Linked DNA regions of Sus scrofa: region 1 is linked to region 2. A link is a contact called in public HiChIP or PLAC-seq data. All regions are on one chromosome and are shown on one strand. Each heading gives the region's core, a stretch centred on a gene start, on an enhancer-like site or on the middle of the called end of the contact. The rest is flanking DNA. Distances are from core to core; before and after follow the strand shown.

Evidence for each region. HiChIP or PLAC-seq counts read pairs in DNA pulled down with a chosen protein or histone mark.
Region 1: an H3K27ac HiChIP or PLAC-seq map of alveolar macrophages shows a contact between it and region 2. The contact joins two enhancer-like sites. A contact is called at or near these places in 2 of 47 Hi-C or Micro-C datasets (embryonic fibroblasts and fibroblasts) and 1 of 2 datasets of contacts at active chromatin or transcription factors (alveolar macrophages).

The regions. Positions count from the first base shown.
Region 1 is chr10:43,545,982-43,552,929 of Sscrofa11.1, reverse strand. No RefSeq gene overlaps it. Among named protein-coding and RNA genes, the nearest start is that of VIM, 33 kb to the right of the region's middle. Within about 2 kb of position 3,434, at least 12 of the 83 cell types and tissues checked have an H3K27ac peak or open chromatin away from gene starts, as enhancers often do. A contact at or near this core is called in alveolar macrophages, where this site is marked.
Region 2 is chr10:43,091,700-43,098,854 of Sscrofa11.1, reverse strand. No RefSeq gene overlaps it. Among named protein-coding and RNA genes, the nearest start is that of EPC1, 150 kb to the right of the region's middle. Within about 2 kb of position 1,849, at least 57 of the 83 cell types and tissues checked have an H3K27ac peak or open chromatin away from gene starts, as enhancers often do. A contact at or near this core is called in alveolar macrophages, where this site is marked.

The DNA.
Region 1 (6,948 bases), core at 2,185-4,684, 450 kb before region 2:
GGGTTCAGTCCCTGGCCTCTCTCAGTGGGTTAAGGATCCGGCGTTGCCCTGAGCTGTGGTGTAGGTCACAGATGCAGCTCAGATCTGGCGTTGCTGTGACTGCGGTGTAGTCCAGCAGCTGCAGCTCCAATTTGCCCCCTAGCCTGGGAACTTCCTTATGCTGTGGGTGTGGCCCTAAAAAGCAAAAAAATTAAAAAAATATTTTCAGAGATACATATTCTCATCTAAAAAATTCCATCACACTATGTATAAAAACGAACTCAAATGGCTTAAAGACCATAAGATCTGAAACCATGAAACTCCAACACGAGAACATGGGCAGAACACTCACTGACATAAATCATGATGATATTTTCTTGGATCAGTCTTCTAAGGCAAAAGGATTAAAAGCCAAGAAACAACATTGTAAATCAACTCTACTTCAATTAAAAAAAGAAATAAAATGGACATGCCTGGCGGCTCAGCAGGTTGAGGATATGGTGTTGTCACTGCTGTGACTTGAGTTTGATCCCTGGCCTGGGATCTTCCATGTGCCATGAGTGCACAAAAGAAAAAAAGAAACAAAGAAAAGAAATAAAAGCAAAAATCAACAAATGTGACCTAGTTAAACTAAAAATCTTTTGTACAGCAAAGGAAACCATCAAAAATACAAAAAGACAGCTATGGAAGGGGAGAAAATATTTGCAAATGATACAACCGACAAGGGGTTAACATCTAAAATATATAAACAACTCTTACACTTCAATATAAAAAAAAAAAGAATCCAATCAAAACACAGGCAGAAGACTTGAAGAGACATTTTTCCAAAGAAGATATACAAATGACCAAGAGACACGTGAAAAGATGTTCAACATCGCTAACTATTGGAGAAATGCAAATCAAAACCTCCCACTGGTCAGAATGACATGATCAAAAAAGAACACAAATAGCAAACGCTGGAGAGGATGTGAAGAGAGGGAATCCGTTCTGTTGATGGGAATGTAAATTGGTGCAGCCACTATGGAAAATAGTATGGAGGTTCCTCCAAAAACTGAAAACAGAATTACCATAAACTATGATCCAGCAATCCCACTCCTGGGTATATACCCAGAAAAAAGTGAAAGCACTAACTCAAAAAGATATATGCACCCCAATGTTTATACCAGTATTATTTACAATAGCCAAGACATGGAAGCAACCCAAGGGCCCATCAACAGACAATTGGATTAAGAAGATGTGGTACACACACACACCCACACACACACACACACACTGGGATATTACTCAGCCATAAAACAGGATGAAATACTGCCATTTGGAGAAGCATCGATGGACCCAGATAATATTATGCTTAGTGAAATAACTCAGAGGAAGACAAATGTCATGGTATCACTTATATGCGGAATAAAAAAAATCCAACTGAATGTATATGAAAGAAAGAAACAGACTCACAGACGTGGAAAACAAATTCATGATTACCAAAGGGGCCAGGGAAAGGGGGAGGTACAAATTAGGATATGGGATTAACAGATACAAACTAGTGGCTATAAAATAGATAAGCAACAAGGATATATGGTATAGCACAGGGAATTATCCCATTATGTTGTAATAACCTGTAATAGAATATAATCTGCAGAAATACGGAGTCACTATGCTGCGCACCTAAAACCAACCCAATATTGTAAATCTATATTTCAATTAAAGGAAATTCCCTCTGATAGGAACGCAATCTATTGAGGCCGTCTCATAACCCCTGACCACTAGAGGGCGGTGGACCTCATAGATCCTTGCTACTCAGTACAGTCCTGGACCGGCAGCAACATCCCCTGGGCACTTGTAAGAAATTTGGAGCCTCCCTCCTGAGTGATTGAATCAGAGCCTTCGTTTTAACAAGATTTCTTGATGATTCATGTGCAAATTAAAGTTTAAGAAGCACTCTTCTAAATCTCAGCTTGGTCATTCCATAACCAAATAGCCCCAGAAAATTTCCTGTTGTGTAAATATAACGAGCTCATTATTGAGTCTTTAATGTGAACAAGACACTTTGTGTTAATTGCTTTTCACTGTCATCCCGAATAGGTGTTCTGACTCCTCTTTTTCTGCTGGCAAGATGGAGATTCATCGAGATTAGTTAACTTAGTATAAATGACAAAGCCTGTTAGAGGTTTCTGGATTTGAACACGTGTTAAATCTTCCAACTAAGCAAAATTCCTTCCCGTTGTTCTTGCTGCTTTTTTTGAAGCACTGTTTTTGAAGAGGTTATGTTTGGGGATCATAAAAGCATAGAAAGGAATTTAGTTCATTTTACTCTTGCCTTGACTGGGCTTCTCTCAGGCTAGATGTTTCAAGTATAGGGGCTTGGTCAGTGATTATCTGGTAGATTAAAAAGACTATAATAAATAATAGAAGAATTCAGAAATGGTCTTTTTAACGTATTATTTATTTTTATTTTTTATTTTTAAAATTATTTTATTATTTTTTATGACTCAATGAAATTATTACATTTATAGTTGTACAATGATCAGAAATAGTCTTAATAAACTTGTCATAATAATAAATTTATTATTACTAAGAATAGTTGTGTGTTGTGGCCAATTGATGTTAATCCCTCCAATCCCCTAGGCTCAGCGAGGCCCTAGTGGGAAAGCCCTGTGATTGCTGGACCTACCAGTAGATGTCAGTATTTCGCTGGACACCACAGTGGCCATTTCGGTTTTTGCCCCATCCCTCTCTGACAAGCAATCAAGGTCTTGAAGAATGGATGGGTTTTGTTGCTTTTGTTTGCTTGTTTGTTTTGACATTTTCATGTGGTTGACGCAATCTTCCTGGCTTAATATCTTCAAAGGTGTTGATGACTCAGAAGCAGTTTTCGCAGCTCTCTCCCGCCCCCTTCTTCCCTCCCCCCCCCCACCACACACAACTTTTTTTATGGGAAAGATTCAAGTAAAGAAAGGATTTTCTCCCAAGGAGATCTTCCTGTGCAGAGGTTAGGAAATGACATTTTGAGGATGCCCACGCCAGATGTCATCAAGCCTCTGGTCTGTAAATCAAACCCACCTCCCCCTCTAGAAATTAAGTAATCACTGCCTTGCTCAACACCAGTCCAGAAAGAATTGCCCTTTGAAGAAAATGACTCAGAAATGAGCAGGACAGACAACTCGCTCTGAGTGCTTTCATCAGAGTGACCTTGAGTAAGCCCATAGCCTCCTACCAAGGCTTTATTTATTTCTCAAATTATATTTTATATGCAAATGTTTTCTGGGACCTGTTTCAGAGCGTTATTAAATGTGTAAGAAGGCTGAATAATTTATCAGGTTAACAGAAGGCTGGAATTTAAGTTGATGTGCATTTGATTTCAGACACGAGTGTTTGATTTGTGTGGCTTTTTCGTGCTCCTGCCAGCAGTGCGGGTGCTAATAATGATTAGACTCTTCCCAGCCGAGTGCTTTTTCTTGTTTGCCTCCCTGAATGATTCAGCTCCTTTTTTTTTTTCACCTTTGCTTTAGATTAACCACAAAACAAAACAAAACAAAAAAACATTTGACAGGTGTCTGAGGAGACTAATGTCTCTGACAAGGGAAATTATTAGTAGCTTCTTGGAAAGGAAAAAAATCCTGAGGGAGATTAAATACGAGTAACAATTTCTGGGGCATTAGGTGCAAGACAGGTTAAAATACCAGGAAAATATACTGCGGTGTTCAATTGGGCATGTCAGTTTGGCACGAGGTAATGACTTAATGGCTCTCTGGCTTTCCGATACTCTGTGTGGAGCATTTAAGCCTTTTTGAGTCCTGATTAGCAAAACGGCTCTTAGTTCACTTTTCAAAAGAGGGTGTAATGAGCTGTTAGTTGGAAAATTTCAAAGTGCTTTAGGGTTCTTTACAACGCCCATTTTGTGATTCAGCAATTAGGTCGATTGGTGGTGGGAGTTACTCTGTTGGAGAAGTTCAGAAATGGAGCTAGTTTAATGTTTCTTGAAATGCATCTATTCAAAGTTAGGTTTGGGGGTTTTCTGGTTGTTCCTAGTATCCTGTAGGGCTGACAGCACACACCTTGGATCTGGATTCCCATCTTCATTGTTTACTAGCTTGAAGACCTTGTGAGTTTTACTTAATGTCTAAATAATCCTCAGTTTACTCATCTGCAAAATGGGTATGCTAGCCCTTGATTTATAGAATTCTTGTGAGATAACCATAATGTAACTAGAAAAACATCTTTCCTCTGTCCCCATTTCCTACCCCAGGGACTGGTTTTAGACATGTCTGGGGAGGTTGGCCTGCCTAAGATTTGACATACTCGATTCGACAAGCATATATTAAGCACATACGATCTGTCAGGTGTGTGCATGCTGGATACTGAAGATATGACAGTGAGTAAGACAAAGGTGGTGCCATCTGCCATGACATTTATCTTCAAATAGGGGACACAAAACTGATCAGTAAAACATGCAAATATATAATAACATTATAGACAGTAATAAGTGTGGTGGACAAAAATAAGGTAAAGGAACAAAAAGTGAAGAAGAAAGTTAAGTCTCTTTGGAGGTGACAGTAAAGGAAACTGGTCACTTAAAAACCTTGGCAGGAGGGAGTTCCCATGGTGGCTGGTAACAAACCTGACGAGCATCCATGAGGATGCAGGTTCGATCCCTGGCTTGGCTCAGTGGCTTATGGATCCAGCATTGCCTGAGCTATAGTGTAGGTCGCAGACATGGTTTGGATCACGTGTTCCTGTGGCTGTGGCATAGGCTGGCAGCTGCAGCTCTGATTCGACCCCTAGCTGGGACCTTCCATATGCCCCAGGTGTGGCCCTAAAAAAGGCAATCAATCAATCAGTAAAGACTCTGGCAGGGCCTTCATGTAGCTAAAGAGGGGCCATCAGGAGATGAGTAAGTAATGGATTTCTTTTCTTAAATGCAGATAGAACCAGGACACAGTCTGAAAAATGAGAGAATGCAAGAAGGGCAGACACTGCTCTGTCTGACAATATAATAGCTTCTCCTTCCTGGAGGGTCAGAGAATCTTTGCAGATTATGCTGCATCTAAGGACGTATTCTTCTTTAATGAGATTTACTGTGTGGTCCTGGGCAAGGCAACCACAATGATTCAAAACTTTTGGAGGAGTTCCCTGGTGGCTTAGTGGGTTAAGGATCTGGCATTGTCACTGCTGTGGCTCAGGTCACTGCTATGGTGCAGTTTGGATCCTGGACCAGGAACTGCCACACACCACAGGTGCAGCAAATCAAACCAAACCAAACCAAAACAAAAAAACACCCCAAAACAAAAACAAATTAAAAAAAATAAAACCCACTCTGGAACGTAGATGATTGACTCCAATTGTCCCTCTTTGAAGTCTTCTTCTCTGTTCATCCTCAATCAATGCTGCCATTGGATCATTCCCAGCCAATGACTGAGCATAGTATGTGTGCTAGAATAGGGCCATTTGTTGGATGCCAGATTTCTCTAAAGGTCAGCTTTGGCTCAAGGCTCTCCATCAGCCTAGCCAAGGCTTTTCACAGAGCATCCTTATAATCTGAGGCTCTACCAATCCAATTCTTCCCTCCTCTGCTTTCACAGATGGCAGACCTGCATTATGGTCCAAAGGTTCTCCTTTCCTACATCTTCTCAAGCTCCCTTTTCTCTTCCCAGACATCTCACCCAATAAATCTTTTGTATATCTAATCTTGTTTGGGCTTTTACATCTTGAATGACCTGAACAGATGTGGTTGGGACCAGAAGTGGCCAGATGAAGTCTGCGGGTCAGGGCTCTGTGAGACAGACACAGAGCTGAGTTTGTTAATGGACCTAGGATGGGGCTGTGCAGGGTCCCTTGACCATCAGAAGCCACGGAGTCACAACGACCATCATGGCTGGCGAGGCTGGAAGGGCAGCTAAAGAGACTCAACCCATAGGAAGTTGTGAAGATGGTTTGTAGACCCTGGCTTCCTTCAGGCAAAGCAGTCGTGTAATAAGAGTGCTTCTTAATTTCTCCAACCCAGAGAAAGCACAAATGGAGGAGCAGATGGCCATCACCCAGTAAAATGGTTTTTCTTGTATTTTGTTTTCTTCTTTTTTAGGGCTGTACCCATGGCATATGGAGGTTCCCAGGCTAGGGGTCAAATCAGAGCTACAGCTGCTGGCCTACACCACAGTCACAGCAACGTGGGATCCAAGCCGTGTCTGCAACCTACACCACAGCTCACAGCAATGCCATATCTCCTACCCACTGAGTGAGGCCAGGGATTGAACCCACATCCTCATGGATACTAATTGGATGTGTTTCTGCTGCACCACAATGGGAACTACCCAGCAAAATGTTTTGATCCCCTGCTCCGTTCTGATTTGAGCCAATACTCAGAGCACATTGACCCAAGAGGTGGCTGGAGACTTAGAGAAAGAACCCTGAAATGTTTCAGCAGTAATTCCTGCAATTACTCCCGTGTCCTATCCCTGAAAGGACCTGCGGTCCTTTGTTTGATTGACTACTCTGAGGGAAGAGGAAGAGCAAGACTTCTTGAGGACTTTTGGACACAGGGTGTGAGTGGACAGTGGTGATCAGAGATCTGAAGCAAACACCATGGCCTCCTTGCTGCAATGGAGGATTATGGGTCCAGGAGGTGGATAGAGTCCTAAGGAAAAGTCCAGCTCACAGCAGGTCCACTGGGTCCACCGATCCATCCAGTTGGTCATTTCCCCAGCCCCTGAGTGTAATTCCAACATCCTTGATGGTTGGAGTCAAGGATGGTTTCACCTTGAGACGGACGTGACAGCTGTATCATGGTTAGGAAAGGCCAAGTGGAAAGTCTCTGAAACTACCCCCTTCCATCCTCCCAGCCAAGACGTTTAATCGCAGGGTCATATTCTGGGGATGCAGGTGGGATAAAGATAAATGCCACCCTCTAAACCAAAAGGATGCAAGGATGATAGTTGCTGTCCTATTTCCATTTAATTCACCAGTGTGAGCCTTGCT
Region 2 (7,155 bases), core at 600-3,099:
TAAAAACTGGCTCGGGAGTCCTCCATCTAATAGATTTCCAGAATAAATCAGATAAAATGACAGGAAAGAAATTTCAAAATTATAGCAGAAAACAAGTTCCAGAGAGGAGGAGAGAAATGAAGCATCCTCTGAAAATGACTCAGTGAAAACTAAACAAACGAAAAAAGACACCCTATCAGGGACTGTATGGTGAAATATCAGAACATGATGAATAATGAAAAGATCATAAATGATTCCCAAGGGAAAACAGTAGTTCCCTGCAAAGATTTAAGGAGACAAGTATGTCTCTGGATATCAACATTTAAAGTCAGTGGAACTATGCAATTGAGACTTAAGTGAAACTGATTTTCAACCCGAATTCCGTGCTAGGCAAATTATCAAAGGTGTGGGCAAAATAAGGACAATTAAAAATGGGCAATTGGGAGTTCCCGTCGTGGCGCAGTGGTTAATGAATCCGACTAGGAACCATGAGGTTGCGGTTCGATCCCTGCCCTTGCTCAGTGGGTTAAGGATCCTGCGTTGCTGTGAGCTGTGGTGTAGGTTGCAGACGCGGCTGGGATCCTGCGTTGCTGTGGCTCTGGCGTAGACCGGTGGCTACAGCTCCGATCCAACCCCTAGCCTGGGAACCTCCATACGCCGCGGGAGCAGCCCAAGAAATGCCAAAAAAAACAAATAAATAATAAAATAAAAAAATAAAAACGGGCAATTGGTTAACGTTTTTGCCATCCTTTTAGAGAAAGTCACTTGAGGGTAGTTACTCCAGCAAGATGTCTGTTTAAACGCAGGAACCAAGTGTAAAGAAATTATAGCTGCTCAGCTGGAAGAACAGAAAAAAATCAAAGAGAAGTAAGGTTCCTTAAGTCTTTAAGAATTCACTGGATTTCAAACAGTGGAGAATAATGAAAAGCTTAAGGTTACAAGAAGAAAAAACAAATTATAGTTTTTTTAAAAAAGACAATTGTTTAAGGAAATCATCATTTAATAGAAAGCAAACTAAACTACAACCTAGCATAAGATCAGATAAGTTACATATTTATCTGGGTACATATCCCCTTCACGTGACCCTGGGGTCCACAATTGCGACCTGGGCGCCAGGGACACAGACCACAAAGTTCATGCTTTGAGGAGTTCACAATATAGTGGGAGGCACACCTGTGGGAAAGGGCCTCAGGATAGCAACTTCCAGTAAGTGGAACCGCATTTAAAGAATCCGCACATTGAGAAAATTTACTTGTAGCTTCCCGGGACTCAACCTGAGGTACAACCATCTCTCTGAGACTTCCCGCTCCCGCCCACAGCGCTCGGGCTTCTACCCACAAACTGAGCCCGCGCCAACACTAAAGCGCACGCCCCAAATCCGGTCCAATCAGAATCCGAGCAAATACTAGCGGGACGGACTCACTTCTGGTGGGGCGGAGTCTCAAGGCGGATCAGCTGATGTGATTGGCCGGCCGCGGGGCACACATTCTTTTATGGGCGGAGCCTCGCCCTGAGCGACCTCTAGTAAACTGTTCTAATTAGGGAAGGGTGGGGCGCGGGCGGGGCGTGGAGCTGAGACTGCCCTGGTGTGCGCTTGCGCTGAGAGGGGGACGGGGCGTGTTCCTGGTTCGAATGTTTTAGTTCAGACCGAGTGTTTCTGTCGCCGCCGCGGTGGAAAGCCCTGCGGTATCCAGTCGTTTCCACGCCCAACCTGTTAGGTGCTGCCTTTCGCAGTGAGTATTCGTGTGTGCGTGTGTTGCCTTTGTTTTTACTTCTCCCAGCGCGGCGGGAATGGTGCTGGACCCTTCCCACTCCTCTGCCCCGCCCCCCCATCCTCCTCCCCTGCCCCGCCCCGCCCCCCCATCCTCCTCTCCTGCCCCGCCTTCCCCATCCTCCAACCCCGCACCCGAACCCTGCCAGCTGATGCCCACTTCTCTGGGCTGGGGGAACACTGGAGAGTGCCTGCTGAGAGTTCCCTCATTTCTCCCCCTGCACCCTCCTGGCCGTTGCTCACGTGCTTTGCTGTCGTTTGGTCCAGGTCATGTCCCACTCTTTGGAAAAGTTGGAGGAAAGCTGGGAAAAGGACCAGCCGGAGGTAGACGTGAGCGACCGGGGCATCTCCAACATGCTGACGTCAGCGGCTTGTGTAAGTCTCGGAAGGCTTTTGCCTCGGAGGAAAAGTTTAACAACTGCTGGTCGCAGTGTGAGACGTTATAATGGTTTACATATCACCCTCTGCATGTAAACAGCACTTCTCAAGGGCTTAGCTCAGAAAGCTTGCAGTGAGAATTTGTTCTGTCCCAGCTGAAAAACGGACCAGAGAACCTGGTTAGGAATCACACAGACCGTGCCTGCTGGACCTCATCAGTTGTCTGTGCTGATTAATGGCGTTTGGGTGGATTTTCCACACAGTTTACTAAATAGCCACGGGTTTTTTAATGGAAAATTATTTCTGAATCATTTTTCCATTCTCTTACTATAGTCTTTGGCCCTTGAATAGATCCCACAAAAAAGTTACATAATAATTATTCTTGTACTTGAAGGGAGTTAAACATTTCTTGACTCATTACCTTTTGCTGGGTTTAGTCTCTTAACAGGTCGGACTTTTGTTACCTCTTCCTGTGCTCTTGTGCTGTCTTCCTACCTTTCCCGCTTGCCTCCAGTTTTACTACTGCTGTACTTTAGGCACTGTATCGCTTTCAGTGTTGTTTCCCCTAACATGTATCTTACTGTAACTCTAGAGGATTGCAGACTCACATGGCTTCAGGGGCCAGGTGAGAATGGTCATGAATTCCAGCTTTAATAGGTATCCTCTCTAAAGGGTTAAGCTGTTACACCTGCCACTCAGATCCAAAGAAATGTTACCACGTAGGGATGTTGGCCCAGTGTTGTCAGATTTTTTCTATGAAGCCAAGAATCCAGATTTTTATTTGCAAATGTGTAATTTTTAGATGTTGGCAACTAATTCCACATTAGTGGTGAAGTCAGACACTTCTTCAGGCTGAATGTGGCTGAAGTTTGGACCTTCTCCCTCGCTTGGCCATTGCTAATGGTAATGCTCCAGGTTCCTTGGGGGGACCTGTTTCTTTCTGAATCTGATTCAGATTATGTAATACAGTACTTGGCATGATTACATTAACTGTAATATAAGGATTCTCATAGTCTTGTACTTATAAGTGTTTAATTGTGGTCATGAGGTTTTAGCGCCTGTTCCTTCCATGCATCTGGCACCTCCGCCATGCTGAACTGATGGTCCTTCCTGAACCAGGGCACTCTTGCAGGTTTTGTAATATTGTTCCCTCCCTTTCCATCATCTCCCCCCGCCCAATCCTTCTGCTTAACTGTTGAGAGTCAGCTCAGACCTCACAGCCTGTGTGAAGCCTTCTCTGTCTGTATCAAGCTGATTTAGAGTCCTGCCCCCTTAGTGAAGTTGGACGCACCTTGCTTCCTGACTCGTGTTACTCAGGATCGTGATGTGTTTTTAATCCAGAGCTGTCTCTTCCCCCACTGGGAGGCTGGGGGGACGGAAGCAGTGCAGTGTTCCCATGGGCCTCCTTTGTTATTGTGCCTGGAACATGATAGGTGCTCACAAGTGTTTGACAGATGAAGGAAGGAGTGATGGATTAAGCCTGCAGGTTGATGAGCTCCAGACCTGGATGTGACACTGGAGAAGGGGAGATGTCCAGGGGACCCTAAAAGGGGACGGTTCACTTGTAAGGCCTGGAGAGAGTAGAGTCAGTTACCATGAAGCCCTGGTTTGCACCCGGGACAGAGCTCAGGCTTCGTGCCATTGATGCATCTCGGCAAAGGGCAAGGGGATGCGAAGCCAGAGGTGATGGGTGTTTGGTCATCCTTAGGGATTGGCTGCCCTTAAGCTCAGCTTTTGTACAAGTTAGCACCTCTCCCTCTTGGGATGTGCTGGCCTCTCTCAGGGGTGACAGCTTCTTGGTGGCTGCAACAGAGCAGGTGTCTGCAGTACTGCACTGGGAATTACGGATCTGGATGTATCCTCGCCCTGCCCTGCCCTGCCCTGCCGGGGCCGTGATGGTCCTTGGGGACACAGCTGCATCACAGGCAGAGGATGGTGAGCGGCAAGCAGGGGGCCTGGCTGGGCTGTGCCGTTGCCCCACAGCTCGCTGCTCCTCAGGACTCTTTTTTTTCTTAGAGGGTTGAAAAAAGGTTGCTTTCACCAGAGGAGCTTTCTACTCCTCAGCTTTGAAGAGGAGTCTCTGTGCATGTTTATAAGTGCAGAGGGTGGCGGGAGATATTTCAGTCTGGTTGTATTATCTCTTGGAAGCCTTGGCTTTTACTGAGAAAGAAAAGATAGCCACTTGCCTCCTGAAGAAGTGGTTTCCGGTGTAACATGAGGTGCTGAAAAGTAGGGTCATTCTTGCATTTTCCTAAAGAAGTCACTTTAGGAAGAGCAAGAGCGATTCTTGGAGAGTTTAGTGGAAATGAATTTGGATATTCCTCCTCCTCTGACCTCTGGAATGTTCTAGACCTGGGAGTGGCTGCTTCCTACTATAATGCCCGACTTCTGGAGTCTGGAGGGTCCAGGATGTTTTCAGAATCCCGCCTTCCACTGGGGCTTGTTTAGCAAGTGGAACATAGCATGCTATATAATTTAATATTTTAGGGAGTTCCTGTTGTGGCTCATTGAGTTAAAGACCCAACGTTGTCTATGTGAGGATGCAGGTTCAATCCCTGGCCTCGCTCCATGGTTTAAGGATCTGGCATTGCAGCAAGTTGCAGCCTGGGTTGCAGACGTGGCTTGGATCTGGTGTGGCTGTGGTGTGGGCCTGCAGTTGCAGCTCCCATTCAACTCCTAGCCCAGAAACTTCCATATGTTGCAGGTGCAGCCATAAAAAGGGGGAAAAAATGATGTATTAAAATACTTGGCATGATTACATTAGCCGTAATATAAGGATTCTCCTTGTCTTTACTTAGAAAATTTTAACTGTAATCATGGGGTTCTACGTATTAGTATCAAGATTGAGGAGTTCCCATCATGGCTCAGCAGAAACAAATCTGACTGGCATCCATGAGGACCCAGTTTCAATCCCTGGCCTAACTTAGTGGGTTGAGGATCCAGCGTTGTGGTGAGCTATGGTGTAGGTCGCAGATGCAGTTCAATTCTGGCTTTGCTGTGGCGTAGGCTCGCAGCTACAACTCCAATTCAACCCCTAGCCTGGGAACCTCCATATGCTGCAGATGCGGCCCTAAAAAAAGAAAAAAAAAATTGAACGCAGGGAACAGCTGATGTACATGGACAGAAGATAATTATTGAGTGTCAAGCTTTCCCTTCATTATCCTTACTTTGTTAAGTTTTGCAAACCATGAGCAAGACTTAAACGTTGAAGATAAGAATGGACGTTGTGTCCCTATTCTAAGCATAGGAAACGGGCTTCCTTTCTGCTTGGGAGAGTCCTGTCTGAAAAACGAAGCCTTTTCAGAGTTCCCATATGGCTCAGCAGGTTAAGGACCCTACATCGTCTCTGCACAGATGCGGGTTTGATCCCCGGCCTCTCTCAGTAGGTTAAGGATCCAGTGTGGCTGTGGCGTAGGTCAGCAGTTGCAGCTCCAACTTGACTCCTGGCCGGAGGACTTTCATATGCTGCAGGTGCAGTCATAAAAAGGAAAAGAAAATTATGTAATACAGTACTTGGCATGATTACATTAACTGTAATATAAGGATTCTCATAGTCTTGTACTTATGTGTTTAACTGTGGTCATGAGGTTTTATGTGTTAGTATCAAGATTGATTCTAGGGACCAGCGGCTGATTTGCTTGGACAGCATGATTATTGAGTCTCAAGCCTTCTCCTCATTATCCTGACTTTGTTTAGTTTCTTAAATGATGAGCAAGACCTAAACCCTGAAGAAATGAGTGGAGGCTGTGCACTTATTCTAAGTTTAGGAAACGGGCTTCCTTTCTGCTTGGGAGAGTCGCGTCTGAACAGTGCAGCCTTTTCTTTCCTCTGAGACAGTAAATCGCCTTTTAAAAAGTAATGTTTTCAGGAGTTTAGGCACCAACAGCTTTGTGACGGGGAGAACTCCCCAGGCTGGAGACAGACATCTGGTTGGTTCTGGAATTTTCTGTCAGTCCAGCAGGTGCTGGGGGTGGTCCAATCCGAGGCTGAGAGGCGGACGGAGTCCAGCGCTTACAGGTGGGGCCTTGGCGTTGAATGGATGGGGTTCAGACGAGTCCGCCTTTTACCTGTCGCTGTGTGACTACAGAGAAGCTGCTTAACCTGTCTGAGCTTCAAGTGCCCCGTGGTGAACTGGAAACCTAAGGGCCCCCTGCGAGGTGCTGGTTCAGCCCTGAGAGCGCTGCCTTGTGTCCCGTGCCCCACACTGTACACAGTACTGCGTGCACAGTAGCTGTCAGCCGTGCACACGCATGTCCAGGTAGAGCGCGTGAGCCTCAGCCATCACCCGGCCACACTGAGTCAATGACCGGAACCAGGAACAGCCTGGTTAGTCAGCCCGGGGCAGGCATCTGTGTGTGTGTCATGTGTTGGTGCCATTGACTTGACCATCGGGCTTCTCTTAGGAGGAGAAAGAAATACTTTACGCAGACTGAAGGGCTGATGATAGGCTATATCCTTGCGAATCAACATGGAATTTGCGGGCCTGGTTGATCTTTTGACTCTCACTTCTTCCCGCATCTTGACCTGTCCATTCCCAGTGTAGCCGTGTCTGTCTTAAGAGATGAGCACACGTTTTATTCTACAGCATTGCTCTGATGGCCCAGCTAGAGCCAGATCTCAACCCAAAATGGAGCACTTCATCTAAATGGATTTCAGCAGGCAAATTTATTATTCAGGTTTTTGAGGATGTGTTTAATGAATTTTCTGTATAACTGCAGCTTCAGCCTAATATGTGCAGTCAATTAAAAAGACAAATATATATAAATTGATTACATATTTTTTCTTTGCCTTTTTAATTGACTCATTCTTTCCACACAGTTTTTGGCTGCCAAATATGTGCCAAGCACTGTGGTGAGGGGAGGAGTGGAAGTAATTATGTACTTACTGTTGCCTGTTTTCTATCAGTTCACCGCCTGCTGGAAAAGTTTTCAATCCTGTCACCGAAACGCAGTGGGGTGAATGTTAGCAGAGGTGGGCACAGAGCAATAGCTGGCATTCATTAAGGGTTTACTATGGGCCAGGCCCTG